2 separate regions of the Mus musculus genome follow, and region 1 is linked to region 2. A link is a contact called in public ChIA-PET data. All regions are on one chromosome and are shown on one strand. Each heading gives the region's core, a stretch centred on a gene start, on an enhancer-like site or on the middle of the called end of the contact. The rest is flanking DNA. Distances are from core to core; before and after follow the strand shown.

The links. ChIA-PET counts read pairs in DNA pulled down with a chosen protein or histone mark.
Region 1: a contact with region 2 is called in an RNA polymerase II ChIA-PET map of memory CD8 T cells, with 6 read pairs. The contact joins two enhancer-like sites. A contact is called at or near these places in 1 of 39 promoter capture datasets (pre-B cells) and 3 of 115 datasets of contacts at active chromatin or transcription factors (embryonic stem cells and memory CD8 T cells).

The regions. Positions count from the first base shown.
Region 1 is chr3:101,707,429-101,714,394 of GRCm38.p6, reverse strand. No RefSeq gene overlaps it. Among named protein-coding and RNA genes, the nearest start is that of Gm33309, 27 kb to the left of the region's middle. Within about 2 kb of position 2,379, at least 128 of the 459 cell types and tissues checked have an H3K27ac peak or open chromatin away from gene starts, as enhancers often do. A contact at or near this core is called in memory CD8 T cells, where this site is marked.
Region 2 is chr3:101,008,130-101,015,465 of GRCm38.p6, reverse strand. It overlaps Cd101 (CD101 antigen), which reads left to right. Exons shown (of 9, transcript NM_001167906.2): 5 at 2,101-2,478; 6 at 3,276-3,680; 7 at 7,216-7,336. Among named protein-coding and RNA genes, the nearest start is that of Cd101, 18 kb to the left of the region's middle. Within about 2 kb of position 4,680, at least 112 of the 459 cell types and tissues checked have an H3K27ac peak or open chromatin away from gene starts, as enhancers often do. A contact at or near this core is called in memory CD8 T cells, where this site is marked.

The DNA.
Region 1 (6,966 bases), core at 1,130-3,629, 700 kb before region 2:
CGCACACACACACACACACCACACATACCACACACACATGCACACAACATGCATGCAACATACACACACACACACACACACACACACACACACACAGCATTCACCAATAGCATGTTTCTCTCTTAGGCCTCTATCTCTGCACTCTCCAAAGCAACACAGTGACCACAGAAAGCCCTGTCATGGAAGACAGTAGATAGTCTGCCACCCCTGTCTCCCACCATCTTGTCACCTTCACACTGGCAACAGCCCTGTCTCATTAAGCTTGTGTTTGTGTGGCAGTTCCATTCCTAGATATTTTTGTTCCCACCCTTAAAGAAAGAAAGAACACAAAACCTGTATACTAATGTCAATGCACTTTGTTCACAGTAGCAATCCAAACGGACAAACCATGGTACAACCACAGACTAAAATACTATTTAGCAATGAGAGGAAGGAATTCTTGGATGCGCCCGATAACCGTGGTAGTCTCCCTGAATTATGCAAAGTAGAGGCTGGAACTGAGACAGCGCCACAATTCCACTTAGGAATAGTCTAGAGCAACTACTGCTCGTGGGTCAGGAGACAGATATGGAGCACTCCTGTGACGGCATCCGCATGTGTTCTGTCAAAACTCGGAAAGGGGGGAAAAATGTATCAACATAAAAAACTTAACCAGAAGAGAGAAGGTGAAGGTCTTGTCACAGCAGGCTATTAATCAAAACACGAATTCACCCCACAGCGGAGGGAGATGAGGTTGTTCACAACTCAACGTTTGCTCTCAGTGGCTGCACACAGCCCAGGGAGGCAATGGAGAAGTCATTCTTCGCAGTCACAGAAGCAGCTCCGGGGAGTTAAACAACTTGCCAGCATCACGGAGCAGGCGGTGACAGAGCAACTGTGATTTCTGCTCCTTTCTCTTTTCAGTGTCATTATGCTGTCTGGGAATTTTAAATCTTGTGGATAAAGACAAACAAGAAAACACTCAGTCTGGCTTTCTTCAGTGCCTCCGGCAGAAAAGCAGCCCATCTCCTCCCTGGAGACCAGGACGTGACTCAAACTGCAGGAGGGGCCAGTCTTGCTGCCGGAAAAGAATGCAAACCTGGGCTCAGAGGCTTCCAGAACTCAGCCCCCAGGGGGGCTCCCCAGCCGCTCCTTGTCCCAGGGCCGTGGCCATGTGGGGATGCAGACTGGAGAGCCCCAGGCCTGAGTACAGAGCTGAGAACACAGGATAGGGACACTCTCTCAGCAAAGGAAAGAACCGGAAGTGGACGTGGTTGCTGAACACTCCGGTCCTAGTGGCCTAAGTCAGATTGGGGTGTTGTAGGGGAAAGATAAACTCCAATATACCCACAGCTAGAAGAGTGGCCATGCGACTCTAGGCTCCGCTGTCTCTGAATTCTCCCTTCGCTTGGCTCTTTTCTTTTGCCTCCCCATCTGCTTGACCCTACCCAAGCGCACAGCCCAGAGGGAGAAACCCCTTGCCTGCTGCCCAGCCCACCCACGCACGCAGGCACGGACGCACGCACGCACACACGCACGCAGGCACATGTACATGTGGATGCTTAGGGATGGACTCCAAGCACTTCCTTTGTGAATTGGGTTATAGTTGTCTGTTGAAGATGATCTTAGCTTTTGGAAGAAGTAAGCATGTAGATTTCTGTCTCAGGAAAACGATTGCCACGCCTCATCAACTGCCTCCTTCAGCTTGGAATCACAACCCTTTGGCTCTACTCTTTCAGATAGAAGAACTCTCAGCTCTAGTCCAGGGGCTCTAAACCTTCCTACTGCTGCAACCTTACAGTTGCTCGTGTTGCAGTGACCCCCAACCATAAAATCATTTTCATTGATTTTTTTTTTATAACTGTAATTTTGCTACTGTTACAAATCGCAACGTAAATATCTGATATTCATGATATCTGATACACAGCACCCCTCCCTGCCCCCACGGCTTCTCTAGTCACTCTTCCTAAGTGTCAATTACACCTTCTGCCCTACACTGCTCCCTAGAGTTACACTCTGGTCTTCTCCAAAGACGATTGTTCAGGAGAAGTCATTTCCAAGCAGGTACCCAGGTGTGGACCCCAGTCATGCTTTCTGGAGGGGACCGCTACGTTAGGAGAAAGGAAGACTTTCAAAGGGGCGGGGCGGCCGATCAGAGTAGAATAAAAACCCTTTCCTTTAAACGAAGGATTTTACCTTCTCAGAGAAAGGCTGTTAACCACGAAGAGGATTGGCTGCTCGGTTCCTCAGACCTCTTCCTGGGCCGCTCATTTCCTCTGGGTTCACCATTTTCCAACTCACCTCACCCCAAATGACCCTGCCACTGATCCCCCTGAAGGCAGGGCCTGGGCCGCCCTGTTCCTTCAGGCCCCAGAGCCTCTGCGGCCTAATTACCAGCCAGGAGGAGCCTGCATCCCCACCCAGCTGGAGGCCAGCTGCAGGAGAGAGGAGGATTGAGACATTTCCCTTTCTTCTGAGGCCTTGTTAGTTCTTCCTGCTGGTGATTAGCCAGTTATTTTTAGCTCCATCTAAGCACCCTGGTTAGTATTCAGGGCTGCTTTAGACAGGTCGGGGGTCACGCTCCTCCATGATAAGGCTTTGATTCCAATTGGTCCCCGCAGATGTGGATAAATTAACTGGAGGACCATCCTGTCACTCCCCAGGTGTTTTCTTCTCGTCCCCGACACCCCTCCCCAACACTGGCTTGGATCCAAAAAACCGTGAGGCCAGCCATAAAGGCTTACTGCAGGGATCTGGGCAAAGAGTAATTCAGAGGCCCTTTTGAGGCGTCCAGGCAGCTCCACGGAGGGAGGAAATCAAGGTTTGGATCTGGGCTGTGACTAGCTGATTCTGAGACACTAGGCAAGAGATTTACCTTCACTGAGCTGGAAATGGTGTGTCTGGGTCAACTGGCCCATTAATTCTTTCCAGTACCAAGGTGCTGTAGAATTTGTGAGTCTGAAACAGAAGCTAGACCTGAAAAACACGGCTCAGCTTCAGACCATCTTGAAACAGTTTCAGACCATCTTGAAATAGATGGGGCACCTTTTCCTCTTTTGCTTGAATCCCTGTTCGTCCCTCACCCCTCCTACCCCCACCCCAAACTATCCAGGAATGAAGCCCTGTATTTTCACCCTGTAGTCCTGCTGCTGCCTCCCACCTCCCACTTCTCTCCTGATCTTCCTGGGCCAGGGGGCAGAGGTAACCCCAATGCATGCTGGGAGATAGAGCCACCACAGTGCAATCTGCGTAATGTGGAGGAAGCCAGGGGCAGTGAGAAAGTCTAATTTTATCCCATTTAATCATGAAAGAGTGATGACTCTGAATTATGACTCTTTCTTTACTTCCATAAGCCAGCACAGTCCCTAGGCCACAAAGGGATGTATGGACTGTCATTTAGCCAAAGCTCACCTTTCTTAGGTTGCATCTAACTGACCAGCCATATTCCCAAATACTTCATGTCCTCTTGCCTTGACTTACAACATGAGCAGACTAGCAGCTGTCTGGTTGGGGTGTAGTATGCAAGCACGAATAGTGCTTTGCAATAGCATCACTATCTCCCCTCTTTAGACATTAATACTTAAGCTTATATGAAGGAACTTCCATGAGCCCACATTGCTATATATGAATCTGAGAACAGAACCATACAAACAGGTCTCAGAGGCCAATATTCAAGTTCTCAGCCATTTACTCTACAACTTCTGGTATAGTAGATATACCTTGATATATGTATGCATCCCTGAGAGGTATAGTATATATACCCTGATATATGTATACATCCCTGAGAGTTGTCTTGCCTTTGTTTTTTTGTTGTTTTTGTTTGGGGGGGTCGTTTTGTTCAGTTTTTGAAACAGGGTCTCACTATGTAGCCATAGCTGGCCTGCAACTAACTAGATAAAACAGATTGGCCTTAGCCTCACAGAGACCTGCTTACCTCCGCTTCTGCCTCCTGTGGGCTAGGATTAAATACCATGAGTCACCATGCCTAATTAATCTTGGTTTAATTAAATCTTGGTTTTGTTTTGAATACTTGTTTATTTTTACATGCATGTGTGCCTGCATGACCACATGTGTGTGTGGTCCCTGAAGATGTCATAAGATGGCGTCGTATCCGTTTAGAGCTGCCATTTGTGAGCAGCTTATGTGTGTGCTGGGATCTGAACTCAGGCCCTTAAGGTTGAGCAGCAAACTAGTATTCTTAACTACTGAGCCATCTCTCCAGCCCCAAGAGACTTGCCTCACTTTTAAAGTTTCCACGAGGCATGAAAAAGAATTAGTATACTTTATTGATGAGTCAAAATTCTGACCACAGTTCTCATGCTTTTTCCTCTCTGTGTCCTTTTTCCTCACTGGTGCTGATGATAGGTCCTTCTGTGTCACCAGCTGCCTGCACAGCTCTGTGTTTTATCCCATTTCATATGGTCATGTCTACACAACTCTCTCCTAAGACGTATCAGCTCTGGACCTCACTTTGTAAAGTTCTCTTCAGCGCCAAGACCCAGCAGAGGTTGCCTCCAGCCAAAGCCTCGTCTGCTGCTTGCCCTGGGTTGCTGCTGAGAGCTAAGGCCCATGCTTGCCCTTTTCCCTGCCGATTGCTGAGCTTACAGTTCCCACTGGACCTTATAAGACTGAGTCACAATGTGATGTTGCTTTCGGAGTAAGGGAGAAGCAGAGCGAGCACGTGACAGATAAGTCAAGCCACCCCTGTGACCATAGGGCACACACTGGAGTCAGTGTGTGGGCACCCCTGATAGGTTCCCAAGACTTACATAATGACTTCGAGATTACTGATCAGTGGTGCCCCAAGGTGCAATTAAGATTACCAGACCTGGGACAAAGGCTTTCCAGTAAAATATGTGGCTGATTCTGCAAGCGGGGTAGATGGGACCGGTCCTGTCCGGCTGGGATCCTGCCAGGCTGGCCCTGCCTTATCTCCCGTAGTACAAAAGCCAGAGTGTCTGAGAGTATCCCTGCCCAGCTGCTGCCAGGAGAAAGTCTTCAAACTGCTGCTGTTAGTCAGAGATCAGGCAAAAATCCAACCCAGTGCATGATTTTTTTAATTAATTTATTTATTTTTGATAGCTTTCTTTGAGAGCAGGCTAGACTTAAAGACATTGGCCAATGGTAGCTACCCCTCTCACACAGAGTTTAGGAGTTGAGGGGAACCTTCTGTTGCTGGAACTGTGTTTTATTGTAACCATAAACAGTGCCCAATGCTACAACAGATGCACCTGGGCCTTAGTTAAATAATAAATGCAAGCTGCTTTGTTTCCTATCCAGACAGCCTCTAGCTACTGGGCAGCTGGGGCGAGGGCAAGGCTGCTGGGCAGAGCCTCAGGGTGCGATCAGTTCCAGAGAATCATGAAGGAGTGCTCGCACCTTGGTCCTCTGAACCGTGTGGATGTTGAGAGGGCAATTCTTCAACTCCTCTATAGCCCAGGATTCAGCGGAAACGCCACCTCACCCGCTGTGTGCCTGCTGCCCAGGCTGCTCTGTATCAAGCTGCTTTCTTGCCTGTGAATTTAAGGCATCCGAATTTGAGGAGGGCTGGGTGCATACATGAATTAAGAAATGCATTTAGGAAATCTGTCCTCTGGACCAGCAGTCTCAATTAATCTGGACCCCTGAGATCCCTCAAACACTGGACCACCAAACAGACAGCATACACCAGCTGACATGAGGCCCCCAACACACATACAGTAGAGGACTTCCGTGTCTGTGTTCATTCAGAGATGATGCACCTAACCCTCCAGAGACTGGAGGCCCCGTGGAGTTTAGATGTCAGGTGGTGGGGGATATCCATGTGGAGACAGGGGGTTGGGGAGGAGGTATGGAATGTGGAACAGTTGGAGGGTAGATGGGGGGACACAGAGGATTAAAATATGGAGTGTAAAAAATTAATTAATTATTTTTAAAAAAAACAAAAAAAGAAAGAAAAGAAAATCTGTCCTCTAAACCTGTCCTTGGTCAGAGAAGCTCCCTCAGAGAGTGGTGGACTACCTGCTGTCCATCAAGATAACTGCTGCCAAAATCAAACAGCAACAAGAACAACAACAACAACAACAAAAAACACAAAACCAAAACCCGAAGTCAAACCAAACCCAACCAAACCAGACCAGACACTAATTTTTTATGTGAACGTGAAGAAACTCAAAGGCCGGTGCACGGTTGGTATGAATATAAAATGTTGCCATCACCATGAAATACACTCTGGAGAACTGAAACAGTCCCAGGGACAAATGCCTGGTATTTGTAGTAGCTACATTCTCAGTACTACATTCTCAGTGTGTAAGCAACACATACGACCACTGGTGAAATATGAGCAAATGTCACACACACACACACACACACACACACACACACACACACAAATGGGGAAATGTTTAGTTTAAAGGGGAAAGGGATTCCAAACTACGCTACAAGATGAACATTGAAAACATTGCGCTAACTGAAAAAAGTCAGTCACGAAGAGACAAATACTGAACGGTGTATGAGTCTCTTAATTGGAAACACCTAGAGTAGTCACACTCTACAGGTCAGGAGGACTGGAGTGCGCCTGCATCCACAGCACAGGGCAGGCGGAGGCAGGAAGGTCATGAGTTGGAGTCCAGCATGGGCAGTATAATGACTTGTAGACTAGCCTGGGCTACACAGTGAGTTCCCGAATGGCCTAAGTTACTTAGTTGGGGTGAGGGCAGTCACAAAGCTGGGATCACAGAACAATGGATACCAGGGTCTAAGAACAGGGAGGAGCTGGGAGTTACTATTTAAGGACACAGAGTTCTAGCTTAACAGGGTGGAGACTGGCTACACAGTACTGAAGGAGCATGACCTAGAGCTGAGATGGAGCTCTGTATCATACGATGAGCTTTACTCTAGGAAGATAGGGATGGGAAATGCTCTTGAGAGAAATGGTTGTGACAGGTTAGGACTCTTCATGCGGACAGGAACTTTCATTGTTCTTTTTTTCTCTCTCTCTTTCTCTGC
Region 2 (7,336 bases), core at 3,431-5,930:
AAGTGTGTTGCTGTCAGTTTCCAAGCTAAACATTTGGTCTAAGTTTCTAGGATTCAGGAAAAACAATGTGGGCGGTTTACATATTTGCACAGAGCTCGCTAAATCTCTGAACTCCCAGGGGGAAAATATCTACAAACTTCTTTAAACCTGGTGTGTGAGAATTTGTTCCCAGGAGCCCCAAAGGGTGCTTTGTGGCGTCCGGCTCCTGTCCTGCAGAGAGAGTTATCCTTTAGTGCTAAAGAGAATTATTTTCTCTTAAACTAGAGTCCAAACTGGGGCTAACATGTAGCAATTGGAAAGCTTATTAGCATACTTATTGGGGGCCTTGTCTAACACTCTGTTTTGAAAGTCCAAACATTTGAAACATGAGCAGACTTTATCACTCCATGAATATTTTAAACAGAAGGGAACACCCACTGCTGCCGTGCCTTGCTGTACTTCTTACTATGAGGCTAATGGCCACAAGGCATTTCTGAACTGATGCTCGTTGAAACTGATCTTGATGATTACGTTAAAGAGCCGAGATTGTGGCTCCTTATTTCCCTTCTAATTTTTAAACTTCAGTCATGAGTCATTTTTATATCAAAAACAAACAGACAGACAGACAAACAAACAAAAAACATATACCACGACCAGTGCCTCTCTCACCCAAAATGCAGAAGCAAGCTTGATAATTTGCTCAACCCGTTTATGAAGATTAGTCTTCATTCTGCCTTTGTAGCTGGTGTGTGCAAGCCTGAAGCAGTGGATGGGATCTCTCTCCTCTGTAGGGAAGAGCAATTTGCAGATTCGTTTAGATCCCCTTTAGGTTTCTAATGCCAGGCTGTTTTATTTCTCTCTTTTGTGTTGAGCTACCTCTGCTGTTGCCAGTGCCTCTTATTAAACACTAATGGTAATTGCTAACCCTTTTCAGTACTCTCTGTAGCCCAAGGCCTACGCCCTTACTGTGGCCTTTGTTCAGTCTTCTCCATGAAGCAAAAAAAAAACGTGGTTGCTATTATTACCCTCATTTTTCCTGGAAAGAAACACAAAGGCTCGGAGAGGTCAAGTGTGCTGCCCAGAGTGATTCTGCCTCCAGGTCATGGTGGGTGCTATCCTTACACTGAGTACTGGGATGCCCAGGACACAGGAGCTCCTGAGGTATCTACATGGCCCACAGGGTAGCCAGGACAGGACCTTGTACAATAAGCATTTGTTGAATGAATTTTTTTTCATTTCTCCACGTCTTGAATTTCCCATCTGGGAGCTGGCCTTGCATTTATAGTTATTTAGCATATAGTTATATTATACAGCATTTAAACATGAGAAGACGGTCACTTGCCAATGATAGAAGATTGATATGCACCTGTATATATAATACATATGTATATAAATATTAAATTTTCCCAGATTAGTGGTTTTTATGGTGGTATTGCAAACAGAAATCTAATTAATAATTTTCTTTCCCTCTTCAAAACACACACTAAGCTAATTAGGACTGGCAGGCACATGCAAGCAGACAGAGAACATACTTAAAAAGAGTGACAGCCTTTATTCTAAAAACAAACACCCTAAAATGTAAATTATCATAGCTTCATTACTTTCAGGTTCATTTACTCTCCCTAATGAATAAAAAAAAAAAAAAAACCTATCAGGTATTTGCCCAACTAGACCTTCTTCAGTATGGGTCGGCTGAACAAAACCACAAGAAAAGGAAGTATATATTATGAATCATGTACGTGTTTGTGGGCTCTCCTGGTCTCCTGTCTGCTGTCTTGTTTCCACTATGTAATAATTACCTTAGAGAAGTTTTATTTTATTTATGCACACAGAGACACCCACATATACCCTTGCACACTATCTACCTATCCCGCTATCCATTTATCTTTCCATCCATCCATCCATCCATCCATCCATCCATCCATCCAACCATCCATCTATCCATCTATCCATCTATCCATCCATGATGGTTTGGAAGATCTTTGTTCTGGGCATGGTATGGAAGAATCAACCAACTCTGATCAAACAAGTAAAGTACTTTATAGTTAAAATTCATCATCATATTTTAGAAATTTTTTTATTTACTTAAAACATTTTTCTTCCATAACCTGTCATCTGCAGCAAGAAGTGTGACCGTGTCTGCCGAGCAGCGTACTGTGTGGGAAGGAGAGACGCTTACCCTTCTCTGCAAGGCAGCTGGGGATGTGAGTGCTCTATCTGTGAGTTGGTGGCTCACCCCACAGGACCAGTCCACACCCGTGTTTGTGGCTGGCATGGGGCAAGATGGTACTGTGCAGCTGGGAGTCTCTTCTCCGGGCCCTGCGCACCGTGGTAACAGGAGGCTGGAGAAAGTGGACTGGGCCACCTTTCGGCTGGAGATTGCCTCTGCCATGGTCACAGACAGCGGTACCTATGAATGCAGGGTGTCAGAGAGACTCCAGAACCAGGCCAAAGGTTTGCAGTCAACCCAGAAGATTTCAGTCACTGTAAAATCTCTGAGTAAGTCACTGGGAAAAGTCCTTTTCTGAGTGTATGACAGTCACCTTATTCTGTACTGAAGTTTGGATGGTATCATTCAGAACTCCTGCCAGAGGTGCACGTACCCCGAGTGCCCTGGGTACGTGTGCTGTGAGTGCCAGCGGTATGTGCACCCCAAGTGCCAGCCAGCGGCATGTGTACCGTGAGACATGCAGAGCAGAATATGCAAATCAGGCCTGACAGCAACCTCTCGAGTTTATTCATCTTTATAAAGATCATTCTAGAGTGCAGCTTGTACATTGTTCAAAGTTGAAAACAAACCCCTGTGATTCCTGGTTGACTAGCAGATGAGTGGAGCCAAGCTTGCCCCGTCCCAGCAGCAGCCCAGGTATCATGGAGTTTTCTCTAGCATGGGCAAGAGAGTGACATTGAGCCCGGGGGACAGGGGGTGGGCCAGAGGGAGGAAGGAGGCCAGACCGTGCTGTGAGTGTTCTACTTGCTGAGTGGGGAGAGGAAAGAGGCCAGACCCTGGCTGCGCGTGGTGTCCCTGCTCTGTGCAGCTGTCTAAGTGGCGCACTGGAGAAACACTGCCTGTTTGTTGTGGCTGCTGAGAACAGTCGTAGGCGAGGGGGGAGACTTGGAGAGCCGAGGTTGAAATTCAGGACAGACTGTACTGTGGACCAACCTCTACCCCCAAATTCATGTCACTCCAGGAACACAAGTGTGTGGCCCTGTGTAAAGGGGGCATTGAGAAAACTTGGAAGTCCCCGAGCTTGGACCTGGTAAACAGGAAGTGTGTCTCACATTCTCCCCCACAGAGTCAAGTTTACGAGTTAATCTGATGAGCCGTCAGCCACAAGTGATGCTAGCCCATACCTTCCACCTGTCCTGTGTAGTGAGGGCCAACTACTCGGATCTCAAGCTGCCGTTCTCGGTAACGTGGCAGTTCCAGCCAGCGGGCTCTGGAGCCTTTCATCGGCTTATTCGAATTGCCCACAATGGCACCGTTGAATGGGGGGACGTCCTCTCCCAGATCCACAGGAAGACGAAGGTGTCACAGTCTTTCTTTCGTTCTCAACTCCAAATCTACGATGCAGCTATGGAGGAGACAGGGGTGTATCGGTGTACAGTGGAGGTTTATGACAGAGATTCCATATGCACAAGTGGCCCAGCCAGAGTATCTGCCACCTCTAACCTATTAATGATTACTGTCACCTTTCCAGGTAAGTGATACTTGACATTGAGCCTTTTTTAAAAAAGAAAAGAATATCCTTTTTTTTTTGGCCAGGTTTAGTGCATACCTATAATCCCAGTATTCAGGAGGCCAAAATAGGAGAATTGAGAATTTGAGGTCAGCCTAGGCTGAAATAGTGAGCCCCTGTCTCAAATAACAACGGAGCTCCTCCCACTTTGTGTAAACTATAGAAACAGACATAATGTATCCATTCACCACGTTTGTCCTGGTAAAGTGAGCATGATTTAATGGCATCAACATGAAGTTAGTATACGTGGAATGGCCACATTGGTTGCTAAAACAATGAAATACTTCCTTAGCAGCTAATAACCACTGCTCTTTGACCTTTCCACACCTGCCACGAGTTCTCATTGCCAGCAGCCTCATGATACTGTGTGGCACAGCTGAGCCTCAAGAACCTCCTACAGGGCAGATGATATTTTAAGTCAGTCACTGCTGGTACTCCAGCGTGGTTTTCGTATTTGGAAGTGGTGGGGAATCATGCAAATTCTATTAGAATACTGTCTTAGGGTTTTATTGCTGTGAAGAGACACCATGACCATGGCAACTCTTATAAAGGAAAACATTTAATTTGGGCCTGTCTTATAGTTTCAGAGGTTCAATCCATTATCATCATGGCTGGAAGCATGACAGCATCCAGGCAAATGTAGTGCTGGAGAAGGAGCTAACAGTTCTACATCTTGATCCACAGGCAGCAGGAAGAGACTGTGTGCCACACTGTGGATAGCTTGGGCAATAGAAAACCTCCCAACCTCAGTGACACACTTCCTCCAACAAGGCCACACCTCCTAATAGTGCCACACTCCCTATGGCCAAGTATTCAAACACATGAGTTTATAGGGGGCATAACCATTCAAACCACAACAAATATGCTTAGCTGCCTCTTTTAATATATTAACATGTAAGAGAGACTTTGTGGTTCCAAGTCCAATTCAGTCTTAATGCAATAGCAGAACACAGAGGCTGAAAGTGAAACCCTCCCTAGCCTGAGGTTCTGCCACGCCTTGTGCTTCCTCTTTCCTGATTTGCTGTGAGGGACTTTGAGATGGCTCAGATGTGATAAGCTCCAGGTTTGGGCAAGTCACTTAATCTATCCCTACCGTAGTCAACACCTCGATAAATCTCTGACGTAACATTGAACTGGGGTGTGTCTATTGTGCCCCCAAAGCAAATAGTCTTGCATGGCAGCCACCACCTGCTCTGTGCTGCTGAGCAATGTTTTTGTTAATAGTCGTGATCTTGCTCATGAATTCATGCCTTGACTTACTCGCTCTTCCCATGATGTCTGAGATTGCTTCCACGAGCCTTGCTTGCTCTCGGCTCCACGCCATGAGGTTTCCTTCCTAACACCAAGAATTCCTTCTCCTCCTCCTCCTCCTCCTCTTCCTCCTCCTCCTCCTCCTCTGAGTCGCTATATTAATTCTTTTGTTTGTTTTTGTTTTTGTTTTTGTTTTTGACGGTGTACAGTCTAGCCTGAAGTTCTCAGTCCTTCTGCCCCAACCCACTAAGTGCTCTGGTTACAGGTGTATGCTCCAATGCTTGGCTTGGCTTTTCTTTCTAAACTAGTCTTGTTAGGTGACCAGGAATGACCCTGAACTTCTGAACCTCCTCCTTGGTACTCATGCACTCGTCCCATTGAGCCCAGGTGGTTTTGTTTGTTTGTTTGTTTTGTTTTTTAAAGCAACTGTTCTTAGATATGTCCTCTGAGTCTCCACGTTTTTCTAGGGGAAACAATTCTTCCCGTGGATACAATCTACTTGTTGACAACCTCTGTGTTCATTACCCAGAATGGTTTGTCTTCTGGTCTTGGAATTTACATCTAACTGCTTCCAAGGCATGCCTATATTCAGTGTCATAGCGTAGGTCGTTATCATTGTCCCTTCCATATTGTTCATGATGTGGTGGTCCTCCCCACGTCCCAGCACCACAGATTAGAAACCTTGTCCTCCGCATGTCCAAACTCCCATGACAGGCATAAAAGATCTTTTATACTCACTTGTCTCTTCATCGCCTCCTACTTTCCATCCTAGATCTGACTTCCAACCAAACTCAACTGCCTGGATTCGATAATCCCCACTTCCTTTTATGTGGAAATCCTTTGCTCTCTATTCATCAGAATGACTGCTATTGATCTTCAAGGCTCAGTTCAGAGACGTCTCCCCTCACTCCTGACCTTGGGTTAGATAAATCTGCTGGGGGATCCTAACATTTGTTCCATTACTGCATATCTCTGTCCTATATTGGTGACCAATTCCAGGAAGTCTTTGTTCCTATCCTATAACTTCCTCTAAACCGTGGTTCACTGACAGGAGCTATATACAAAATACCTAGAATAGTCTGGTATGTGATACACAATGTGATTAATAAATGTTTGTTGAAGGGGGAATTCAGGGACCTACTGGTAACATCAAGAAAAGTAGAGTTATCAACAAGAGATGGCAAAGAGGTTTGTGACATTTATTGTTCATCTTAGGACAAAGGAGAGGCCACTGGTGTTAAGGGATAGCAGACCCAAGTCCATGTGGTAGTTTCAAATGGACTGGCTGCAAAAAGATAGCATTTTAACAGCTTGAAAATAACCTCTTCTTGTGTACTCCTGTTTGAAGGCAGCTCTAACTAGACGTTGACAAATTGGGGATCCAGAAGTGGTTCAGAGGCAGGGCGCTCATAATGTCATTTTCTTTCAAATGATGCAAATATGCTATGGAAGAGATTCCTCTGCTTAAATATGACAGGATTGTCATGTGGGGAAAAAGCTGGGCTTTTTTTTTTTTCATGACTGTCCCCCATCCCCACACAGTAAGGGCAGAAGGAGAGCCAGCAGATGGATGTTATGAAGAGAGAAACATCAACTCACAGTCACACAGACTTCTCACAGTCATGTCTGGCCTTTTGACATTGTGACATTGTGACACTACACTGTCATCTACAGAGTTCATGCACAACCAAAACACCAAAAGCAAAAAAACAAAAACAAAAACAAAAACAAAAAAACCATAGTGTTTTAAGTCCATTACAATTCTGTGTTGGGTCCCATTCATAGTTCCTCTTAGCTACATGCTGCCCGTGAAACAGGCAGACCTCAGTGATGGAGGGAACAGCGTCCTCAGATTATATGTCATACCAAAGTTGAGTGGACAGTTAGGGCAGCTGCTGTGGGGGAATTCAGCCACACTATGGTTGTAGAGCAGCAGTTCTCAACTTGGGGGTCAAGAGAGAACCTGTGTATCAGATATTTGCATTGTGACTAACAACAGTAGCAAAATTATAGACATGAAGTAGCAACAAAATAACTTTATGTTAGGGTCACCACCACAACATGAGGAATTGTATTAAAGGGTCTCGGCACTAGTAAGGCTGAGAACCACTGCTGCAACAATGGCTATTTGTCCTGGTTAACAAGCTAGCTTAAAATTCTGGCGTGTGTGTGTGTGTGTGTGTGTGTGTGTGTGTGTGTGTGTGTGTGTTTCCAGTAAAGTAATTCTTTCCATTATTTCCTTCAGAGAGCAAACTGAGCGTGAACTCAAGCAGTCAGGTCCAAGAGCTATCCATCAGCTCCAGCACTCAGATAGAATGTGCCATCTTGTCCCGATCTGCTGGAAACCTTCCGTTATCCATCATTTG